3 separate regions of the Mus musculus genome follow, and regions 1 and 3 are each linked to region 2. The links are chromatin contacts, called in public HiChIP or PLAC-seq and promoter capture Hi-C maps. All regions are on one chromosome and are shown on one strand. Each heading gives the region's core, a stretch centred on a gene start, on an enhancer-like site or on the middle of the called end of the contact. The rest is flanking DNA. Distances are from core to core; before and after follow the strand shown.

Region 1 (2,701 bases), core at 129-2,628, 310 kb before region 2:
GTGCGTTTGACCTACAGGAATAAGGTAGCGGGGCTATTCCACACTTAGTGTATAGTGCTTTCCTGGGTTCCATCTCCAGCACCACATAAGCTGAGCCTGCAATCCCAGTATTCCAAAATGGAAGTGAGAGGGTCAGAAGTTCCAGGGCATCCAAGGCTAGCCTGAGCTACATGAGCCCCTTATTCCTTCCCACCCCACCCCCTACCCCACAAATACAAGAGATTCAAATTTATAATCCCACACTTAGGAGGCTGAGACAGGACAATGACAAATTCCAAGGCAACATGGGCTACATTAAAAAACACAACAACAAACAAACAAACAAACGAAAAACAGGTCTCAAAAGTCCAAGAACGTCACCTGGACTATGGCTCAGTGGTAGTGTGACTTTTCTAACAGGCACGAGGCCCTAGGATCAAAGTTCCCTCACTGCAGAAAAATAAATGACTAGCCAGGAATGGTGGACTACACCTTTAACTCAGTATTCCAGCAGGAGAGGCAGGTAGAGCTCTGTTAGTTCCAGGCCAGCCTGATCTACAAAGCAAGTACCAGGGCTACACTGGGTGACCCTGTCTCAAAATAATAAGAATGGAAAATATGCCACAGAATGACGACACTAAGGTAGGGAAGGTACATTCTTTGACACTATTTTATTTTATTTTATTTTATTTATTTATTTATTTTGGTCTTTTGAGACAGGGTTTCTCTGTTTAGCCCTGGCTGTCCTGGAACTCACTCTGTAGACCAGGCTGGCCTCGAACTCAGAAATCCACCTGTCTCTGCTTCCCAAGTGCTGGGATTAAAGTCGTGCGCCACCACTGCCCGGTTGACACTATTTTATTTTTACAACTGTATAAAGAATCTACCCTTGTCAGCTGCAGTTTATAGATTAAGGCAAGTTTCAGGGAAGTTAGGAGGGTGGCCCCAGATACCACAGGCTGCAAGGTAGATCACAGCCCTGGTAACAGCTCTACAAGCATACAGACAGCCAAAACTCGCCAAGAAGCTACATAGTGAGCAGACCACCCTAGGCTATAAGCAACTTCATAGGCAGCTCCAGCTCGTTCTGCAAAGTAAAGCAAAGCAGCAGCGTTCTACACAGGAATCCCCGGCCTCAGGTAACACGGGGCGGGGTGGGGGTGGGGGGGCGTGGATCTGTCTGTCTATCTCGGGTCCTGGCTCAGAGTAAGTAGTGTCACTCACCGAACTGCATCCAGTCCCACTCACTGAGCGTGTCGATATTGCGGCACAGGTCGTCCAGCACCCAGGACGGCAGCTGGTAGATGTAGCAAGCCATGGCGAGACTGCCTGGCGACTGAGCCTGTGGCGGAGGGCCGCGACTTCCCTAGTAAAGGGCGGCGCTGCCCGCGGCCCCACTGGGTAAGCGAGCAAGCTCCCCCGAGCGGCCAAGCGCGGTGTCACGCTCCACCCAAGCTATGGCCGAGAGCGGGCAAGCGAGCGCCTCCCAGTGGCATTCAGTAGCACATGCCACCCGACCCCTGGACCAGTGTCAGGAGTAGACCAAGGGCCTGGGAAAGGCATCCTACAATCCAGAGTTCCAAAGCACTCCCTGAGGCTGGCTAACTTGACCTCCACAGCCTCCTAAAATGCGCTCATATAACAGGTACTGGAGAGACTTAAGCGGAGAAAACCAAGAGATTTTGCCTTCAGTGTGGACAGAAGGAACGAATCAAACCTTGTGCTGAACAATTTAAAAGTGATCTGGGTAGGTGACACACCTGTAACCTCAGCTCTTAGGCTGGAGGACAGTCACAAGTTCGAAGCCAGTCTGGTTGCACACACACTGAGTTCCAAGGCAGGCCAAAGGGACTACAAAGTGAGACTTTTTTAAATTAAAAAGTAAACTCGCGCCGGGCGTGGTGGCGCACGCCTTTAATCCCAACACTCGGAAGGCAGAGGCAGGCGGATTTCTGAGTTCGAGGCCAGCCTGGTCTACAAAGTGAGTTCTAGGACAGCCAGGGCTACATAGACAAACCCTGTCTCGAAAAATCAAAAAAAAAAAAAAAAAAAAGTAAACTCGCAGTTGGTGGTGAACATATTTAATCCTAGCATTCAGGAGGCAGAGGCAGTAGGATCTCTGAGTTGGTGGCCAGCCTGGTCTACAGAATGAGTTCCAGAACAGCCAGGGCTACACAGAGAAACCTATCTCGGAAAAAAAAAAAAAACAATAATAAAAGGCAATAACAAATAGTTTTCATGTCAATAAAAAAATTCATATTTCGGGCTGGAGAGATGGCTCAGCATTTAAGAGCACTGTGCTTCCAGAAGTCCTGAGTTCAAATCCCAGCAACCACATGGCTCACAACCATCTGTAATGAGATCTGATGCCCTCTTCTGGGGTGTCTGAAGACAGCTACAGTGTACTTGTATATAATAAATAAATAAATCTTTTTTTTAAAAAAAGTTCCTATTTGAGGAGGTGGGGTGGAGAAGTGGTTCAGTGGTTGAGAGCCCTTACTACTTTTGGAAAAGCAGTTCCTAACACCAACGTGGCAGCTCACAAGAATCCCTATCTCTAGTTCCAAGGGATCCGATACCTTCTGACGTCCTTGGGGACCAGGCATGCACATGGTGTATAGACATACATGCAGTCAAAACACTTGTACACACAAAGTAAAATAAATTTAAAAACTTAAAGAAGTTCATTTTAGCCCTCGGTGGCTGTCTTGAAAAACAAAAC
Region 2 (2,700 bases), core at 162-2,661:
AGCAGGGCTCTGCTCCTTCCACCTGGGCACCCCAACAGACAACCCTAGCATCGTTACCCATCTTGAACTCGTTAAGGTCCTTTCTGTTTTACAAATGTCCCACCTGTAAACTGACTAATTAGTTATAAATAAAAGTGGTATGTCTTCTTTCTTTTTCTTTCTTTCTTTTCTTTCTTTTTCCCCGAGACAGGGTTTCTCTGTGTAGCCCTGGCTGACCTGGAACTCACTCTGTAGACCAGGCTGGCCTCAAACTCAGAAATCTGCCTGCCTCTGCCTGCCAAGTGCTGGGATTAAAGGCATGTGCCACCACTGCCCGGCTAGTTTTCTTTCTTTCTTTCTTTTTTAAGATTTATTTATTTATTTATTTATTTATATGTAAGGACACTGTCCCTGTCTTCAGACACACCAGAACAGGGCATCAGATCTCATTATGGATGGTTGTGAGCCACCATATGGTTGCTTGGAATTAAACTCAGGACCTCCAAAAGAGCAGTCAGTGCTCTTAACCACTGAGCCATCTCTCCAGCCGCCCCCCCCCCCCCCCCCGCTAGTTTTCATCTTTTTGTTTGTTTGTTTTTTCGAGACAGGGTTTCTCTGTATAGCCCTGGCTGTCCTGGAACTCACTTTGTAGACCAGGCTGGCCTCAAACTCAGAAATCCACCTGCCTCTGCCTCCCGAGTGCTGGGATTAAAGGCGTGTGCCACCACCCCCGGTGTAGTTTTCATCTTAAAAATAAAAAAGAAGCGGTACTGGGGATTGAACCAAGAGCCAAGTGCGTGAAAAGCAAGCACTCTTATTACTGAGTGCATCCCTCAGCTTCCCCCACTGATTTTTATTGCATGGTCCTCATAATCCTGCACAGTCATCACCTCTACTTCCTAAAGAAGGTTAAAAGGCAAACCACCGGTGCTTAGACTCCAAAATGTACTCTCATCTATTGCTCCCAACATTCTCTGTATCCCGAGTGGGCAGCACTGAGAAGTCAACATCCTAGGGAACAGTCCTCCCAAGTGCAGTCACTCACCGGAAGGACTGTCCAGAAGCTAAAACCAAGTCCAGACGCAGCTCAGAGCGTGGACACGGGATAGAGGCCCAGAGGGCCGGGCTGGAGCTTAGGGTGCGATGTCTCATGCTGCTAGGCAGCCAGGAACGGAATAACATTCGGCTAGCAGCCCCAGCCCATTACGGCACTGTCCAATCAGAACTCGACTTTCCCAAGTCCTAAAGCCTCGCACACAAGTGACCACACACACCGGGAGTGTAGCACCGTGGGTCCTAGCTTATGGGTCCGGTGTAATTTTAATTTGAGTCCCTGTTGAATGAATTTCCCTCTCCTCGTAGGAAAGCCTCTCGCACACCACCAAACCCCTAAACGCCCCACTCCGCTCTCCCGTGCAGCACGCCCCGCCTCTTCCTCCGGACGTGGCCCCGCCCCCAGGACCTCCCGGCGCGCGCCTCCTCCTCCTGCGCAGCCCTCGAGGTTTGGAAAGGCGCGCCAGTATGGTTCTTCCGGGTCCCAGTTTACTCCCACCGGAAGTAGATCCTTGCTCCCGCTTATTTGACCCTAGAGGTAGCCAATCCGAGAAGAAAGTACGAAGCACCAATGAGAACTCGGGAGTGCCGGAGTGGGCGGGCCTGTGAGGTGGGAGCGGTTGGCCTGCTGGCCTCGCTGCTTGGCGATTGGCTGCCAGAGACCCGGCTCTGCCATTTCAGGGCTTTCGGTGCAATCTCAGGGCCTGCCTGCAACTTCTCGTGCTGGCCCGCACTGGAGCCACATCATTGCGGGGCGTAGTGGTACACACCGGTCGTCCCAGAACTCGGTAGGCAGAGGCGGGAGGCACGTTTGAAGCTTAACTAGGCTGGGCTTCATGGCGAGACTCTGTCTCAAGAAATAAACCGAAAGAATCTCATCCTCCCCTGCTCAAGCCTTTCTCCACCGAGCCTCTTCTGAGGCAGTGATTTTTCAGCGCTGTCCCCTCCACGTCTTGTCAGGAGGCCCCGAATGCGCCATCTCGGGCTTCCCAGGCTTCAGAGGCCAGTCTCAGGTTTGCTCGCCCTGGCTACAGCCTGCGGCACAGCTACCCGCTCCAGTCCGAGCGTGGAGAGATGGGCTTTCTTTGGAGTTCACTCCGTCCAAATGCCAGTGTGTGGCTCTAGGCAGCCTAAGGGACCAACACAACCAGCACCAGCCACCTTGTTCCAAAAAGGACTATATCATTTATAATTTTTTAAGACAAAAAAAGAATGCTTAGGCTAAGAAATATGAACTTCAGCCGGGCAGTTATGGCGCATGACTTTAATCCCAGCACTTTGGGAGGCAGAGGCAGGCAGATTTCTGAGTTTGAGGCCAGCCTGGTCTACAGAGTGAGTTCTAGGACAGCCAGGGCAACACAGAGAAACCCTGTCTCCAAAAACAAACAAAAAAAGAAAAGAAAAAAAGAAAGAAAGAAACATGAACTTCGGACACTAGTTTGACACACTAGGGCATTTTCCATCAAGCAGAGAAATTTTCGGGTTGTGCCTAAATTATTGGACTACAGACTCAAGGGCAGGGCTGGATGCTGATTAGTGTGTGTGTGTGTGTGTCTACAGAAAGGCACAGCACACCTGCTAGAACACTATTAACCAACATCAAACAAACTGGGTCTTTTGTCTCAGTTTCATTAAGCAGTAGCTGTAAGGCTCTCAGCATCCATGTTT
Region 3 (2,725 bases), core at 10-2,509, 350 kb before region 2:
TGTCCAGGCTATGCAGGTGCTCCACGGCTAGAAGCAGCCCTGAGCAGATGCTGGCCCGCTGTGGCCAGGGCAGCATGTCTGAGTTGCCCTAAGAGAAAGAGAAGGTATAAAAAGGGTCACTCCTGAACCATCCTAAAGTCTTTATAGTCTGTTCTCGGACTGCTTCGAACCCATCCTTGGTCACGGGGCTCAGCCAGTGTGATGTACTACCTTGAGGTGATTATTATTATTATTATTATTATTATTATTATTATTATTATTTTGTTTGTTTTGTTTTTCGAGACAGGGTTTCTCTGTTTAGCCCTGGCTGTCCTCAAACTCAGAAATCCGCCTGCCTCTGCCTCCCGAGTGCTGGGATTAAAGGCGTGCGCCACCACGCCCGGCTGAGGTGATATTATTTGTATCAAACAGAGCTACTTGAAATTCCAAGATCAGACACACTCCTGCTGTGTGACTTTGGGAAGACGCTTGAAGCCTCTGAGCTTTTGTCTCCTTGGATATGAAATGGACCGGAAGTCCTGGATTTGATCTTAGCATTATAAAGACTAGGAGAGCAGTTGGGGACAGAGTTCAGTTTAAGCTGTCTGCTCCTATCCAGGTCCTGGACTTCATTCCCCAGCGCTGCACAAACCAGGCATGGTAGCACATGCTTGTACTCCTAGCACTCAGGAAGTAAAGACAGGAGGACCAGAACTTCAAGGTCACTGTCTACCATATAGCAAGTTTGAGGCTAACCTGGCTACTGGTGATCTTGTCCTCCCCCCCCCAAAAAAAATCATAAATAAAAATAAAATGAAATAAAGGATACATTGATATCTATATTGAAGCTTTTATAAGCTTTCAAAAAAGTTTACACTCTTTGAAGTCCTTAACTTGACTCCTAGGCAAGAGCTATCTGTTCCGTCCTGTGACTACAGCCACTGGTTTACCTGAGCCCAGAGTCTGTCGTGCAGAGAGCCATTTGCCATGTAGGGGTAGATGAGGCTGTGGAACTGTCTTCCAGTGCAGAAACCCAGCAGAGGTAGGACGTTCGCGTGGCAGCATCTGAACCCAGCACAAGTGCACAGTCAGGCATGAAAGAGCAAGAGCCACAGGCAGACCCCACTTCCTGGCTCAGACCACCCGCTACCTCCCAGCCGCCACAGGCTCTGGTCCCTGGTGGCCTCACCCTATTTCCCTGCTGTGCAGTCTGGCACCATCCCCAACCCACTTCTGGGAAAAGGCTGAAAGATGAAGAACCTGCTAGAGGCCACCACACCCGCCTCAGGGTTATGAGTCACCTTTCTCCTCTTGGCTCTCCTCATGACTCTAGCCACATCTCATGCTCCACATGTGAACCATCCACGTGTCTACCTGGGAAAGGACACTTCTCTTCTGCCTCCCAGAAACCTCTTGCCTCATTAATCACCACCCACTGTTTTTGTTTTGTTTTGTTTTTTTTTAAGATCTATTTATTTGTGTCATGTATGTGAGTACACTGTTGCTGTCTTCAGACACACCAGAAGAGGGCATGGGATCCCATTACAGATGGTGATGAGCCACCATGTGGTTGCTGGGAATTGAACTCAGGACCTCTAGAAGCACAGTCAGTGCTCTTAACCACTGAGCCATCTCTCCAGCCCCATCACACAGTCGTTACACACAGTTTTCCATCTCCTTCTTGTGGCCACAGCCCAGGCTACCTCGAAGGGCAACTACAGATGGCCTTGTGCCAGGTCATGCTGCGTTCCCGTGCCCTACTTCACACCTGTCTCATTCACTAGCTTTGCACGCCTGTCCGTCCTGCATGCACTAGGAGGCAGGAGCTACTTGGTTTCAAGTGAGCTCTCCCTCTAACCTGGTATAGCCTGGGCTACTAAACTAATGAGTGGAGGAATAGCCACTGAGCCTATCTATGAGAACACAGAGTTGAAGCAAGGGCACATGTCTGATCTCCATTGAATGAGTGTCTACATGTTTACACTCATGTGTGTTATCTCCTATGAAGAAGGCATTTAGAAATGACAAACTAGCTAGGTATGGTGACAAAGCTAGGACATGTCTCAGTCCCTGACTGTCCTCGTCCCTCCCCAAGCTCCCGTCAGCTCTGGGATGGGAAGCCTTTGGTGTGCAGCCTTCCTGCCTCAGCATTTCAAGTGCTGGGGTGACAAGACCACACCTCGCAGCAGTGAACAGATTGGAGGCTTTCTTACTTTACCCCTGTAATATTGGGGGGTGGGGCAGTGGGATGGGGAGTTGCTAGGACTAGAACTCAGGGCCTTATCTGTGCTTGACTACATCTCCAGCCAGCTTGTAGAATAAAGAGTGAGTTAGAAAACATGTGTTCTCCACAAACTGTAGACTACAGCAAGTGCCCTACTGTGTGTTCAGCCCAGAAGGAGTCATAGACACTGTGAACACTGGAAAACACAGCCGTATACCAATAAAACTTTATTTTATGTCATCTTGTATCCATGGACCATGAGCTATCCTTTAGATTTGTTTCAACCATTTTAAAATATAATAAAAGCCAGGCCAACTGTAGTGGCCCACACCTTTAATCCAGCACTTAGAAGGCAGAGGCAGATGGATCTCTGTGAGTCTGAGGCCAGCCTGGTCGACAGAGAGAGTTCCAAGCCAACCAGGCTACATAGTAAAACCTAGTCTCTAAAAAATAAAATAAGCCAGGTGTAGTAGCTCACACCTTTAATCCCAGCACTTGGAAGGCAGAGGCAGGTAAATCTTG

The links. HiChIP or PLAC-seq counts read pairs in DNA pulled down with a chosen protein or histone mark. Capture Hi-C pulls out chosen DNA fragments and counts their contacts.
Region 1: a promoter capture Hi-C map of adipose tissue shows a contact between it and region 2. The contact joins the promoter of Irak2 here to the promoter of Ogg1 in region 2. A contact is called at or near these places in 1 of 39 promoter capture datasets (erythroid cells), 1 of 115 datasets of contacts at active chromatin or transcription factors (pancreatic cancer cells) and 2 of 9 other capture datasets (adipose tissue and liver).
Region 3: a contact with region 2 is called in a FOXA1 HiChIP or PLAC-seq map of pancreatic cancer cells. The contact joins the enhancer-like site here to the promoter of Ogg1 in region 2. A contact is called at or near these places in 2 of 39 promoter capture datasets (embryonic stem cells and fetal liver), 3 of 115 datasets of contacts at active chromatin or transcription factors (effector CD8 T cells, embryonic stem cells and pancreatic cancer cells) and 2 of 9 other capture datasets (adipose tissue and liver).

Annotation. Positions count from the first base shown.
Region 1 is chr6:113,637,144-113,639,844 of GRCm38.p6, reverse strand. Irak2 (interleukin-1 receptor-associated kinase 2) reads right to left here and starts at 1,378. Exons shown (of 13, transcript NM_172161.4): 1 at 1,204-1,378. The coding sequence starts at 1,297.
Region 2 is chr6:113,325,687-113,328,386 of GRCm38.p6, reverse strand. It overlaps Ogg1 (8-oxoguanine DNA-glycosylase 1), which reads right to left and starts at 1,411. Exons shown (of 7, transcript NM_010957.4): 1 at 1,025-1,411; 2 at 1-22. The coding sequence starts at 1,161.
Region 3 is chr6:113,673,950-113,676,674 of GRCm38.p6, reverse strand. It overlaps Irak2 (interleukin-1 receptor-associated kinase 2), which reads right to left. Exons shown (of 13, transcript NM_172161.4): 7 at 930-1,044; 8 at 1-88. Among named protein-coding and RNA genes, the nearest start is that of Tatdn2, 22 kb to the left of the region's middle. Within about 2 kb of position 1,259, at least 63 of the 459 cell types and tissues checked have an H3K27ac peak or open chromatin away from gene starts, as enhancers often do. A contact at or near this core is called in pancreatic cancer cells, where this site is marked.